Regions from separate parts of the Monodelphis domestica genome. Here region 2 is linked to region 1. Evidence: chromatin contacts called from public Hi-C data. All regions are on one chromosome and are shown on one strand. The core of a region is the stretch at or near the end of the contact, and the rest is flanking DNA. Distances in the headings are between cores, read along the strand shown. Region 1 has its middle 130 kb from the start of ARID1B. Region 2 holds the start of ARID1B (AT-rich interaction domain 1B).

Region 1 (6,139 bases), core at 1,979-4,478:
TGGATCTAACAGCAAGATATGATCCAGTCTTCAGTACTATAACCTGATTTATCCAGAAAACGCCTTACAACCCAAAATGAATTCTAAGAATATCCCTTTTGAAGACAAAGCAATTCATTCTCTGCTGTACTGTCCTACCCAGGCATCTACCACAATGCCAGGTCCTATCCAAAATGAGCATCTGGCTATCTTCCCTGCTTCTGAGACCTTCTCTCCAACAAGAACAAAAGAGCAGTTCTCCAACCCTATTTATCAGCTTCTAAAGGCAACTCCCTCCCTAATACAACTAAATACATTTAGTTTGGGACTATTGTTGAATTGTCTTAATTATTAAGGGGAGCAAGTAGAAACTTACCTAATGCATTATATCTCAGAATTGTGGACTATGCTTCCTTCACATCCTCTCCAGGCACCCAATGGAACAACAGAACCTTCCCAGCCAAGGTATCTTGTCATTTGCTAAGCCACATACATCACATACTGTGCCCTGCTCCCCTTTTACTTCTTGTTTTGGGATCAAGAATTAAGTCATTGCTACAGAAAGTTTGAAACAGTCTTCTGCCTTAATAACTTCTCTCACGGGGAAGGGGGAGAGGGGGAGAGATGGAGAGACAGCTGGGTAGCTCAGTGGATTGAGAGCCAGGAGGTCCTAGGTTCAAATCTGGCCTCAGACACTTCCCAGCTGTGTGACCCTGGGCAAGTTACTTGACCCCCATTGCCTAGCCCTTACCACTCTTCTGCCTTGGAGCCAATATTGACTCCAAGATGGAAGGTAAGGGTTTAAAAAAAAATAACTTCTCTCACAATTCCTGTGACAGCCTAGACCAAAATCTATTTCCCTTGTCTTCCCTCTATTACAATGAGCTGTACACTCCTACCAGAATATAAATTTCTTCCAGGTTAGACCTGCCTCACTTTTATATTTGGAGAACCAATGATAGAGCCCAGTTAGTTCAAAGTAGGCACTTGATAGATGTTTCTTAATTGATTCTTTCCCCGCTTTTACCTTCTTATTTTCTTTTTTTACCTCCACTACCCCCATCTTTTCCCCTTAACTGATCATAATTTGAAACAAAATTTTATTTTCATTTGTTGTATTTAATCTGCGATTTGTATTCCTTCTAGATTTTTCAATGGACAAGTAGAATGTTTCACATATTTCTTTAAATTGTTACTTCTGTTACTTGTGTGAACCTTATTTTTCCCCCTTTAGTGAAGTTACTAAGCCTTGCCAGGAGAGCAAAAAGCCTCTTACTAGATGTGTGATGAGAAATATTAAGGTAAAAGACAAACAGATGTGGCTGCATAGTGGCTCTTCTTACTGCCAGGTCCTGATACTCTAAATATGAAATGTTAGAATAATATGCAAATAAAATGTTCTTGCTCCGTTCCATATTTCTCAGTGGGTGATTTTTTTAATGATGAGAATAAGGAAAAGATGGAGAAAAGCAGCAGCCAGAAGGCAGAAACTTAATGAAGAACAGCCTTGATAAGTTGGTGCATGTGTTTGTTATAGGGTCCTTTAAAAGGGATTTTTCTCCACATTTCCCACTATAGTAGGTAGATAACTAAATAGTCCTGAACCATTTTATTACATTGTTGATCACTATTTCTTCCAACAGGGCAATCATTTCCCACTCTAACCCAATCAATATGCTGTGTGCCACTGTTCTCTCTCCTTCCTATCTGAACTAACATCACATTAAAAAAAAATAAATTTACAACTTTTTAAAACAGGATATTCGAGTCAGTAGCAACTCTACCTTTGAAAGTTGTTACTCGCACTTTAAGAAAGCCAGAAAAATGTTCTCAGTATCAGTTGTTAAAGGCTGGGAAAAGTAAGGCTTAGTTTAGTTTTTAAGAGTGTCAGAGAACCCCTTGTTTTTCCTCTTAAGTCTTTCTAACTGCAGCCCTAGGTGTGTTGTATAATGCATGAATGAACCTTAGTTAGAAACAGAAATGCATTTTCAATAAGTATTTATGATGTTGTTTAGAGCATACAGCTTTAAATTTGCCCGCTGTAGCTTGCAGCATTACACAAACTGTTGGTCTGCTGACTGCCTCTCTGGCACCAACACACACAGAAAATAGATTGCTAGGGCTGGGTTGGGTTGGGTGTTGCTTTTTTTTTCTTTTCCTTGTCCCTCCTCTCCTCTCCTCTCCCCTCCCTCCTCCTCTCTTTTTAAAGGTTGCTTTTTCCTTTTCCTTTTTGTTTTTGTTTTTAAGAAAGCAGTGTACATTTTTTTAAATCACATGGCATTTTTAATCAACACGTATTTCCTTCCAGGACCTATGATCCTCTATTGATTCCCATTAAAATGCTTTTCTTTTCTTTGCCCCCTCTGCTGATCGAATTTCAGATCAGCCACAGGATATGCAACTAACCTTCCGGCACAACTGAACCCGACTGACTCAGAGAGATCAAAAGGCTTGATGCATTCATTAAACATTCCGACCGCCCAGACAGGATCTCTAATGGAAGATATCTTTGAATTGTAATTAATATATTTTTTTCTTTTTTTGTCTTTCCCCCCAAAATGTTCTTGCCTTTGATTGCAAATGGGGGGAGGGAGGGGGAGAGAAAATGAGAACAAAAGAGACATATCTTTTTACCCAGGGCTGACGTCAGTTTGATTTTAGTGACAACTATTGATGCTTGTGGAGCAACTGAAAGTAGCTCCTTTCCCCCTCACCGCCCCCCCCCCCCCAAGCCTTCACCTTCTTTCCACTTTTAAGCTAAAACAAGACTTTTAGCAGCTCAGAAACACGCACTCGGGAGGGGGGAGGGGGGAATAGGCCCTCCCCTCGACCAACTCTAGTTCACTTTGCAAAGGGCATTCAATGCTTATTTTGTTTGCATGATCTTTACTAGGGCGGAAAACATGCAGCAGGGGGAGGGAGCCGGAACAGCTAATAGGCAGCGAGCAAGGAGAGCGAGCGCAGCAACCCAGGAATGTTGTTCATTACAGGCTGCTAGGCGAGGACCCAGGGAGAGAAAATAGTCCCTGCCTCCCCGCCCCCGCAGGAATCTCGGCCCAGCCTTCCGGCCCCAAGGTCGGCTTGTTTTCTCCGTCAAGCCCGCGTTTGTGGGGAGAACGTTGAGAAAGCTGGAGAGGGGATGCGCGGGGAGGGGAGTAGTCTCCGCTCGCTCGCCCGCCCGTCTGTCCGCCGGCTCCAGTTTAAGAGTGAGCGGTGTAAGGATCCGACTATCCTGTGATTGCGTGAGCTTCTGCCTCGCGCACTCCCCGGGCTGCAGGAGCAGCCGAGGCCGCGCAGGCTGGAGAGGGATTCAGCTGGAGGAGCGGTGGGGCTGGGTGCAAAACCCGGAATGGACTCCCCTGGCACACGGAGGCCCAGGCGGAGAGAAGAGACTGATTTACCATCACCCAGCTTCACAGACCAACGCGTCTTCCAGAAGGAGAGGGGGAAAGACTGGAAACTGAGAGTAGCTTTAGAGGGCACACGTTACTTTTTTTTTTTTTAATAGAAGCGCCTCGTGATGTTGCAATTAGGGAGTTTTGCTTCCATGCTGAAACTCCATTCCAAGGGAGACCATGGAATGAGATAGGACCAAAGAAGAGCATCCTTAAAGACCGAAAGGATAGTGATACAGGGTCAAACCTGGGGTTCCTGTTCCACCAGAAAGTGCATGAAAACGAATTGGGAGGGGGAAGTAAATTTTTATTTTATTAACTTATATTTAGTATCTCTTACAATTGCTTAAAAACGTTTTCAGAAAGAAGTCCAAAGGCTTTGCCAGACTTCCAATGGGATGGGTCCATGATACAAAAAAAAAACAAAAAAACAAAAAAAGCTAAGAACTGTATTCTTAACTATTTTTGTATGTAGATCTCTTTGGCAATCTAATAAAGCCGACAGCTCTATTCTTAAAGTGACTTTAAACACATAAAATGAAAGACGTGGGATTGTGAAGGAAACTAATCATATTGATATAGTTATCAAGTTATTCTTTTTAAAAAAAAACAAGTACATAGCAACAGCAATATTGTAATGAGCAATTGTGAAAGATTTGGCCACTGATCAATAGTGATCCAAGACAATTCCAAAATACTCATGATGAAAAATACTATTCACCACCAGAGAGAACTGATGAACTGGAGTGCAAATTGAAGTATTATTTTCTCACTTTCTTTTAAGAAATAAAAATAAATTTAAAAACAAGTTCATAGACCCTAGGTTGAACCTCTGATTTAGTTAAAACTTTATTTTACAATGAGGTAACTAATAGCCAGTCAATTGATGTTCCCAAGGTCATACAGGCAACACGTATAGCAGAACCAAAATTCAAACCGAGGTCTTTTGACTACAAATTTGTTTCCAGTGCACCAACAAACCAAATCATTTGTGGAAAATCTATCATGAGAAATAATTTACTGAGTCTATCTAGTACACAATCTAGGAGAGCAGGACTAATTTGAAAAGAAAACTGGTTTCTAGAAAACCTGGTTTAAGCTAGTTGAGTCTATGCCTGGGGTCCACCCCAAAATTTGTTCAAAACTCACTCACCTGAGTAACACAAAAATACCAAAAACATTTTCTTTTTGGATATTCTGAAGAAATTCGGATAACCAACAAGAGCATGATAAAAAAAAAGAATAGAAGAGAGAAAATGCAAAATGAAGCAGTTTTCAAGGATATGCCTAAGAAATGATGAAAAAAGAAGAAAGGAAGTATAGGCCAGAAAGGCTAAAACCTGGCTAATTTTATTTCATACCATAATTCAGTGCACTTTAAAAATGATTTTGAAAAAAATCTTTAAAGGAAAATGAAGAATAGAATAGGTAACATTAATTGGAACAAGCAGTCTATTAACAAAGTTCTTTGGCCACTAAAATTCTATTTTTCTGACAAGTGATTGCTGTGACCTTGGAAAATTCTTGTTCTATTATTACCTTAGTTTCCATCTCTGTTAAATGAAAGAAATAGCAGTGCTGTAGATATTACTTATTGCTTATACAGAACTGATGAGCTTGTACTGTGACCATCTAAATAAAAATTATTATTGACATACTGATAGGAGATGGGAGGGAAGACAGGGAATCTCATTTGGATATTACTGATAATCTTGTTTTCATTGTAGGGAAAGATGTTGAATTGCCAAGCACACAAGCCAAAAATGGATTTAGCAGCTGCACAGCCAGCTAAATCCATGTTTTCTATCCTAATCTAGAAGAGACCTGGTCTGAAATCAGATGCCCACAAAGTCTCTGTAAGCCTTAGGGCCATGTAGAGAGTTCCAGTGATGGAAATTGAATTCAGGTAGGTGCATGGCTATTCAGTAGTGAGTGGTCCATAACCAATTATCATTTCACCCAAGGTGAAGCCTCTATTGTCCTTTCTTGAAGGATCAAAGAGGAAAGGACACTAAGGATGTGCCTGTGTAAAATTTACTCCTTATACAGCTGCAATTCAAGTGAATTTCCCTTTGAAGCCTATCCTGCTTTGGGCTGGGGCTAGGGATGAGGGGAACAAGTTACAACAATAACTGTAATTTTTCAGGGAATAGCAAACCATTGTTTTTGCTGTCTCAGGGCCAGAATCAAGATTAAAATAACAAATAAATGAATTTCTTGTCAAGTATAGGGTCAGTCCAAAAGGGGTGTAAAGTAAGGTTCTTCTCTCCTTCGAGGCTCAGTAGGAGGTATTATCACACCTTCCCTAACTGGAAAGGGATATTTGAGCCTGTTGAAATTCCTTCAGTTAATATAACAGGAGCTCCTATTACCTGGGTTTCAAGGATATTCTAGTAAACTAAAAATGAAGCATTTAGCCTCCTCTCCAAAACAAAGAAAAAAGTGAAATTCTAAAAGAAATAGCATCAAAAGAATGTTTATCATCATTTTGCCCTTAGTTAACATAAATTAGTTCATAATCTCCTTTCTCTAACCAGAGAGGTAGTGGACTATGAGAATGGAGTGTATTGTATGCAGGAGAAACAGTAGATAAGTGGCTTTGCTGAACTACTTTTTAAAATATTTTGGTTTTTTTCTTAACAACAGGTTTTTCTGGGTTTGAAGTGTATTGGAAATGATATGATGTAAAAATAAGGAACAATAGGATTAAAAAAAATAATTCTTGTCCCTCCTGGCTGAAAATATTTATCCATCAACTCAGTGTC
Region 2 (6,139 bases), core at 1,607-4,106, 130 kb after region 1:
AGTTCTGTTATTCTCTCTTCTACAAGATGATATACCTCCCCCCTTCCAGTGGTTTGCATAGAATTGCAATTTGTTTTTTCTACAGTCTGTAATGACCCTTGGGGATGCACCTGATTTCCCCCCACCACAATTACTCACCAATTTTTTCCACTCTATCGTTTTCTATTAGTCATGTAACATATTTACACTTGGTCAAACAAACAAAAATAACTAGTGTGTTTGAAATAAAGTGGAATACTTTTGTGCACAGTTGAAGACTTCGGGAACTTAAATAAATCCTACTGAATTACACTCATACTTTTTAAGGCAGAAAAAGAGCCCCCAAAACATTTCATAGTAGTCAAATGGTATTTATTGCTAGCTTTAGAGTAGTATAATTTTATATTGCCTAATGAAACTTGTAGTTTTAAATACTTTCTTCCACCTACTGCCCTAGTTCTTACATCAATATCATGATATTCAATTATTTTTAAGCTATAAAACAATTATGATAATTTCTCTGAGAACAGGGCATGAACTATTTGTACTAATCTGTGTTTAGAGGATCTTATATAAACTCGGTGCTGTTTGGTTTCTCATCTCTGCAAAAATATCTTTTGTTTCACATCATTGGGCAGTGAATTGATATTAAGACGATTATTTTGCACATTAACTTTAGAAACATGATGAAAGGTTCCACACAGGTGTCCTGATGAGGATGAGCATGAGCTGTTGCTGTTATGACTGGCAGTTAAACTTCCCTCTAAAAGTGGTTTGGATCAGACAACATTACACAACTTAATTAAGTGTTCCCCTTTAAGGAGTGGAGACAAAAAGTGCCTAGTGGAAACAGACAGATGACCTAATACATTTCTTTCTAAAACTAGTTCAGATTTTGGTGTTTGTTCTAGTGACCAACAATATATGTATGTATGTGTGCATGCATGCATGGAAAGGTATCTACCTGTGTACATGTATATTTAGAAATATATGTATGCATGCACACATGCCAATCACAGGTATACACAGAACATACCTGAATCTTATATATTTGTGCAAGAACATATGAGTATATATAGAAATACACAAATGCAGGTATGCACTCAGGCACCAGGGAGTGTGCACAACAGATGCATAGAAACACATAAAAAGCATGTACAGTTTATATGTACACACACGTGTGCATGACTGAAAATTATTCACATAAATATTAGAACACACGTGTTGTGTGTGTATTTGTGGGGTGCAAGCCCCTCCATGGGCACAAGAAAGGAAACGAACTTTTGTTACTTGTTGATAGTCTTGCATATAAATATAACAAGTTGTACCACAGGCAATGATTATATTAATAAAAATTGAGAGGTAGATGGGAGCGGTTAGTAAAGAAACTTTGATCAAACAATTCCTGTGCCCAGAGCACTACCATTTTAAGACAGAGAGCTGTACTGCGCTATTATAAAATAAACATGGGATAGTCCATTGCAAACCTCCTAAAAATTCATTAATCCTGCTCATTTTATAGTTTGAGTCAAAGTTGTAGAAATTATGTTGACTAACTTTCCAACCACAGCATAATGGGTTAACATTTGCAAATTACATAATGAATTCTGAAATAGCTAATGCTTTTTTCCCTCAGATTGCCCAAATATTTTTATTTTTAGTCAGCTCAATGTAACCTTTGAGCCAGACAGACAACTTTGTTCCCCAATCCGTCTCTTTCTTTTGTCTGCCAGTCAGACCCGTTTTCCACCTTTGTATCGTTCCTTTTAAACATGAAAACAAACACATTAATGCCTAGTTGGCAGGGAAACAGATGCAAAAGGGGAGAGTGCAGGCCCCTTTTGCCCCACGCTGTTGCATTAGAAGCGGCTGCTGGGCTTTGTAGAAAAGACTCCCCCATCCGTGCCTGCGCGGGTGAGTCTCCTCCGTGTGCCACCGCTAGAGCAGCGGGAGGAGACGGGAGAAGGTAGTTACAGCTCTGGAGGGAGTGGTGGTGATGGTGGTGCTGGAAGGGGGGGGGCGGGGGAGGGAGAGGGAGAAGTCCAGTCCGCGTTTTGCAAGTGCACAGGAGTAATCAGAGAGAAGTGGATAATAGTTGTTAGAGCTCTCTCTCCTCTCTCTCTCATGCCATGCTGGGCCAGATAGGCTCAGTCAGACGTGTATTTACCCATATCCGGGTTAGAGAGGAAAAGAAAAAAAAAAGTTTCATTTAAACCTGAACTAAAAACTTTCAACATGAAATCCCACAGCAGGAACAGGCATAGACCGTAAGATATTATTATCATTTCTAATCTCAACCTAGGGCTTTGGGCGGGGGAGGGAAGGCGGAAGGTAGGGGGGGTATTTTTTTTAAAATTTGGGGGTATGTGGACTAGAGACCGAGTGTTGCTGTTTATTAAAAAAGTGTTTTATTGTTTTCTCCTTCCCTACCTCCCTCTTTCTCTCTCCCCTCCCTTTTCTTTTGTTTTTTTTTTGGGGGGGTGGATTGCTTGGGGGGGGCACATTTGACTCGCGATGTTGCAATGATCATGGCCGCGCAAGTAGCATCAGCCCCGGCGGGTGCAGACCACAGTGATCGGGGTACCCCATTCTGCGTCCGTAGCCGGCTCACTTGACCCAGGATCTCCCGGCGGGGGGGGAGCCGGAGCGGCGGGACCAGGATCCATGCTAGGGGTCGGCGGCGATGGGACTAGCGGCGGCGGCGGCACCGGCGGCTTGAATAATGTAGCTCCCCATCACCTCCACCACCATAATGAACTGAACATGGCCAATAATGCGAGCTCTGCCGCCGCCGCCGCCGCTGCCGCCGCCGCCGCCGCGGCTGCCAGTAATAATAATACGAAGAGCAGCAGCGGCGGCGGCGGCGGCGGCGGCGGCGGCGGCGGCGGCAGCGGCAGCGGCAGCAGCAGCAGCTCGTCCGAGTCAGCTCTAAAGGAAGGTGGGAACGCCGAGGTCTTATCCTCCTCCTCTTCCTCCTCCTCCTCCTCTTCGTCTGCCCGGGCCATGGAGACGGGGCTGCTCCCCAACCACAAACTGAAAAACGTTGGCGATTCCCCCGCTGCACCTCCCCACCACCAGCAGCACCACCATCATGCCCACCACCACCACCACCACCACCATCCTCACCATCTCCTCCACCACCATCATGCACTACAGCAACAGCTAAATCAATTCCAGCAGCAGCAGCAACAACATCCAATTTCTAACAACAACAACAGCCTCGTCGTCGTCGGCAGCGGCGGCAGCAACAACGGAGCGGGGGGCAGCGGCGCTGCTGCTGGTGCTGCTGCTGCTGCTGCTGCTGGTGCTTCTGCTCAGCCCAGTCCTGACATGGAGCCCCAGCAACATGGAGGAGGCAAAGACGGTGTTTTGGGAAATCAGGCCGAGACCCAAGCGCAGCAGTTGCTGAGCAAGTCAGGCGAGGAAGAAGAGCTCCCGAATAAAATGGGGGAGCAGATGGGCGGCCGGTACGAGCACCCCAGCCTGGGAGCTTTGGGCGCGCAGCAGCAGCAGCAGCAACAGCAGCAGCAGCAGCAACAGCAACAGCAGCAGCAGCAGCAACAGCAACAGCAGCAGCAGCAGCCGCCCCAAAGCACCGGGAACGGCGGCAGCAGCGGCGGCGGCGGCGGCGGCGGCGGCGGCGGCAATGGTAGCCTCGGCAGCGGTGGCAGCAGCGGTGGCGGCCCCTCCGCGGCGGTGGGGGTCTCGGAGTTTAATAATTACTATGGCAGCGCTCCCCCTGCGAGCGGCGGCACAGGCAGCCGAGCCGGGCCTTGCTTTGATCAACATGGCGGACAACAAAGCCCCGGGATGGGGATGATGCACCCGGCCGCCGCCGCCACAGGGCCCCCCAACAGCATGGACCCCTTGCAAAACTCCCACGAAGGCTACCCCAACAGCCAGTACAACCATTATGCCGGTTACGGCCGGGCCGGCGCGGGAGGCGGAGGAGGAGGCGGTGGCAGTGGCGGCGGCGGTGCTGGAGGAGGAGGAGGAGGAGGAGGAGGAGGAGGTAGTGGAGTAGGAGGAGGAGGAGGAGGAGCAGGAGCGGGAGCAGGAGCAGTGGCGGCGGCGGCGGCCGCAGCGGCGGCAGCAGCAGCAGCAGCGGGAGGCGGCGGCGGCGGCGGCGGCTATGGGGGCTCGTCCTCGGGCTACGGGGTGCTGAGCTCCCCCCGGCAGCAGGGCAGCAACATGATGATGGGCCCTGGAGGAGGCGGCGGCGGCGGAGGAGGCGGCGGCGGCGGCGGCGGAGGAGGAGGCGGCGGCGGAGCTACTAGCCTGGGCAAGGCTGCCGCTGCTGCCAGCTCTGCCGCGGGAGGTTTTCAGCGCTTTGCCGGGCAGAACCAGCACCCTTCGGGGGCCACGCCGACCCTCAATCAGCTGCTGACTTCCCCAAGCCCTATGATGAGGAGCTACGGCAGCAGTTACCCCGATTACAGCGGCAACCCTAATGCCCCAGGCCAGCAGCAGTCCCAGGCGCCGGGAGCGGCGGGGGCAGCTCCAGGAAGCCAGCAGGCAGCAGCGGGCATGGGCATGGGCAAAGATCTGGGCTCCCAGTATGGAACTGCAAACCCCGGCTGGGCAGCGGCACAACAAAGAAATCATCCAGCTATGAGCCCTGGAAACACTGGACAGACCATTAACAGATCCCAGGTAACTACTAGAAAAAACCAGGGCCTTCTTCTAGGGCTTGAAATACACCTAAATATGTAGGCAAGATTTAGTTAGTTTCTTTCTAATTTACTTTTTTTCCCCCCTCTCTTCCCCCCTCCCTTCCACCCCGGGAGGGAGGCGGGGGTAGATTCCTAAAGCCATTTTAACTCCTAGCTGCCTCACTAGAAAATGTTTGGTAACACACAATGTCTGACTCCGATTAGTCCAGGGGCATTAGAAGGTGGTTTCACTGAAGAAATAACAGCTATTTTATGTACACAGTTGATTAACACGTTATTTCCCCCCCTTTTAGCTTTGTCTTATAAAAATGGAAGGGAACAACAAGGCTGTAGAAAGCTGTGGGGGCGACTGAAATCGTTTTTATAATAAATAGTGTTTCTAAAAGCTAGTAAATTCTAGAAGTGGATCTTGACCAGTCTTGTGTATTAAATGCTTTGATCTAGTAAGGCACGAACAGTTCTTTCTTTTTTTACCTGTTTGCTCACATTAGCCTTTTTTTGCTCCTAAGGCTAAAAGTTGGAAATAATGAGGAAAATAGGCTTCCTTGTTGACAATTAAAGTGTTTATTATAGTTGTGGACACCTTACGTGATCATTGTGGAGTTGCTTTTGATTTCTTTTTTGAGTTTGAATGTTTTGGTAGCACAAGCCCCAAATTTCAGTTAGGTTTATGGGAAATATATTAAAGTATTTTGTGTTACATAACACAAATCGTGAGATCCACAATTTGGCATAGAGGTTTCTTGAAACCTGACATTTTAAATGACACACTGACCTCAAGGGCTCCATTTCTAATGAGTGGTACTTGTTTTGATCATTGAATAGGCATATATTTGATGTGCTTAATACAATAATAAGTTACCAGATCACTAGGAAATGGATCATTTTGGAACCTGTTCATATGGGGTTCCTTTTTGGGGGAGTGTTTTTTTTTTGTCACCAGCCAAACCATATAGCTTGATTAGGGAGCGCCCGCACACTTGCTGTTTCTTGCTAGGAGACTGAGCCTAAGACTGACTTGATCTCCTTTGCAAGGTTTGGAATTTGAATTGTGGAGGTAAACTGGCTGTAATAGTCTCCAGACAGCTGCCTCTGAGTTGACATCTAATCTGCCATCTGATTGGCTCCCCTCTCACCATTGGGCATTTAGCACTGCTGATGTAAATAGAAGTGCTGAGCAGTACAGTCACAAAAATTCTTGCAACAAATAATAACTGAGCAGTTTTACTAGCCGATGCAAGGCTAAATACTATTAGGAGTTTAAGTTAAAAGGATTATTATTCATAAATGGGAGGACTAAATGAACATCAACAGAAATCCCTATGCTGTTTGCATTAAGAAAAAAAAACAGCTTTGGTGACTTTGTATTATATGCATTGCTATTATCATAGACTTTGATTTAGAGAAGTGGAATTTTAATAGGAAAATGCTTTATTAGAATATCTTAATATTAAAGCAATACTTATTTTTACTTTTTTACCTTTTTA

Evidence for each region. A called contact is a pair of places that touch in the nucleus more often than the background predicts.
Region 2: a Hi-C map of limb shows a contact between it and region 1, with 4 times the contacts expected there. The contact joins the promoter of ARID1B here to the enhancer-like site in region 1. A contact is called at or near these places in 2 of 2 Hi-C or Micro-C datasets (limb and spleen and liver).

What each region holds. Positions count from the first base shown.
Region 1 is chr2:438,124,368-438,130,506 of mMonDom1.pri, forward strand. No RefSeq gene overlaps it. Among named protein-coding and RNA genes, the nearest start is that of ARID1B, 130 kb to the right of the region's middle. Within about 2 kb of position 3,229, at least 2 of the 2 cell types and tissues checked have open chromatin away from gene starts, as enhancers often do. A contact at or near this core is called in limb, where this site is marked.
Region 2 is chr2:438,251,021-438,257,159 of mMonDom1.pri, forward strand. It overlaps ARID1B (AT-rich interaction domain 1B), which reads left to right and starts at 2,857. Exons shown (of 20, transcript XM_056818987.1): 1 at 2,857-4,632. The coding sequence starts at 2,983.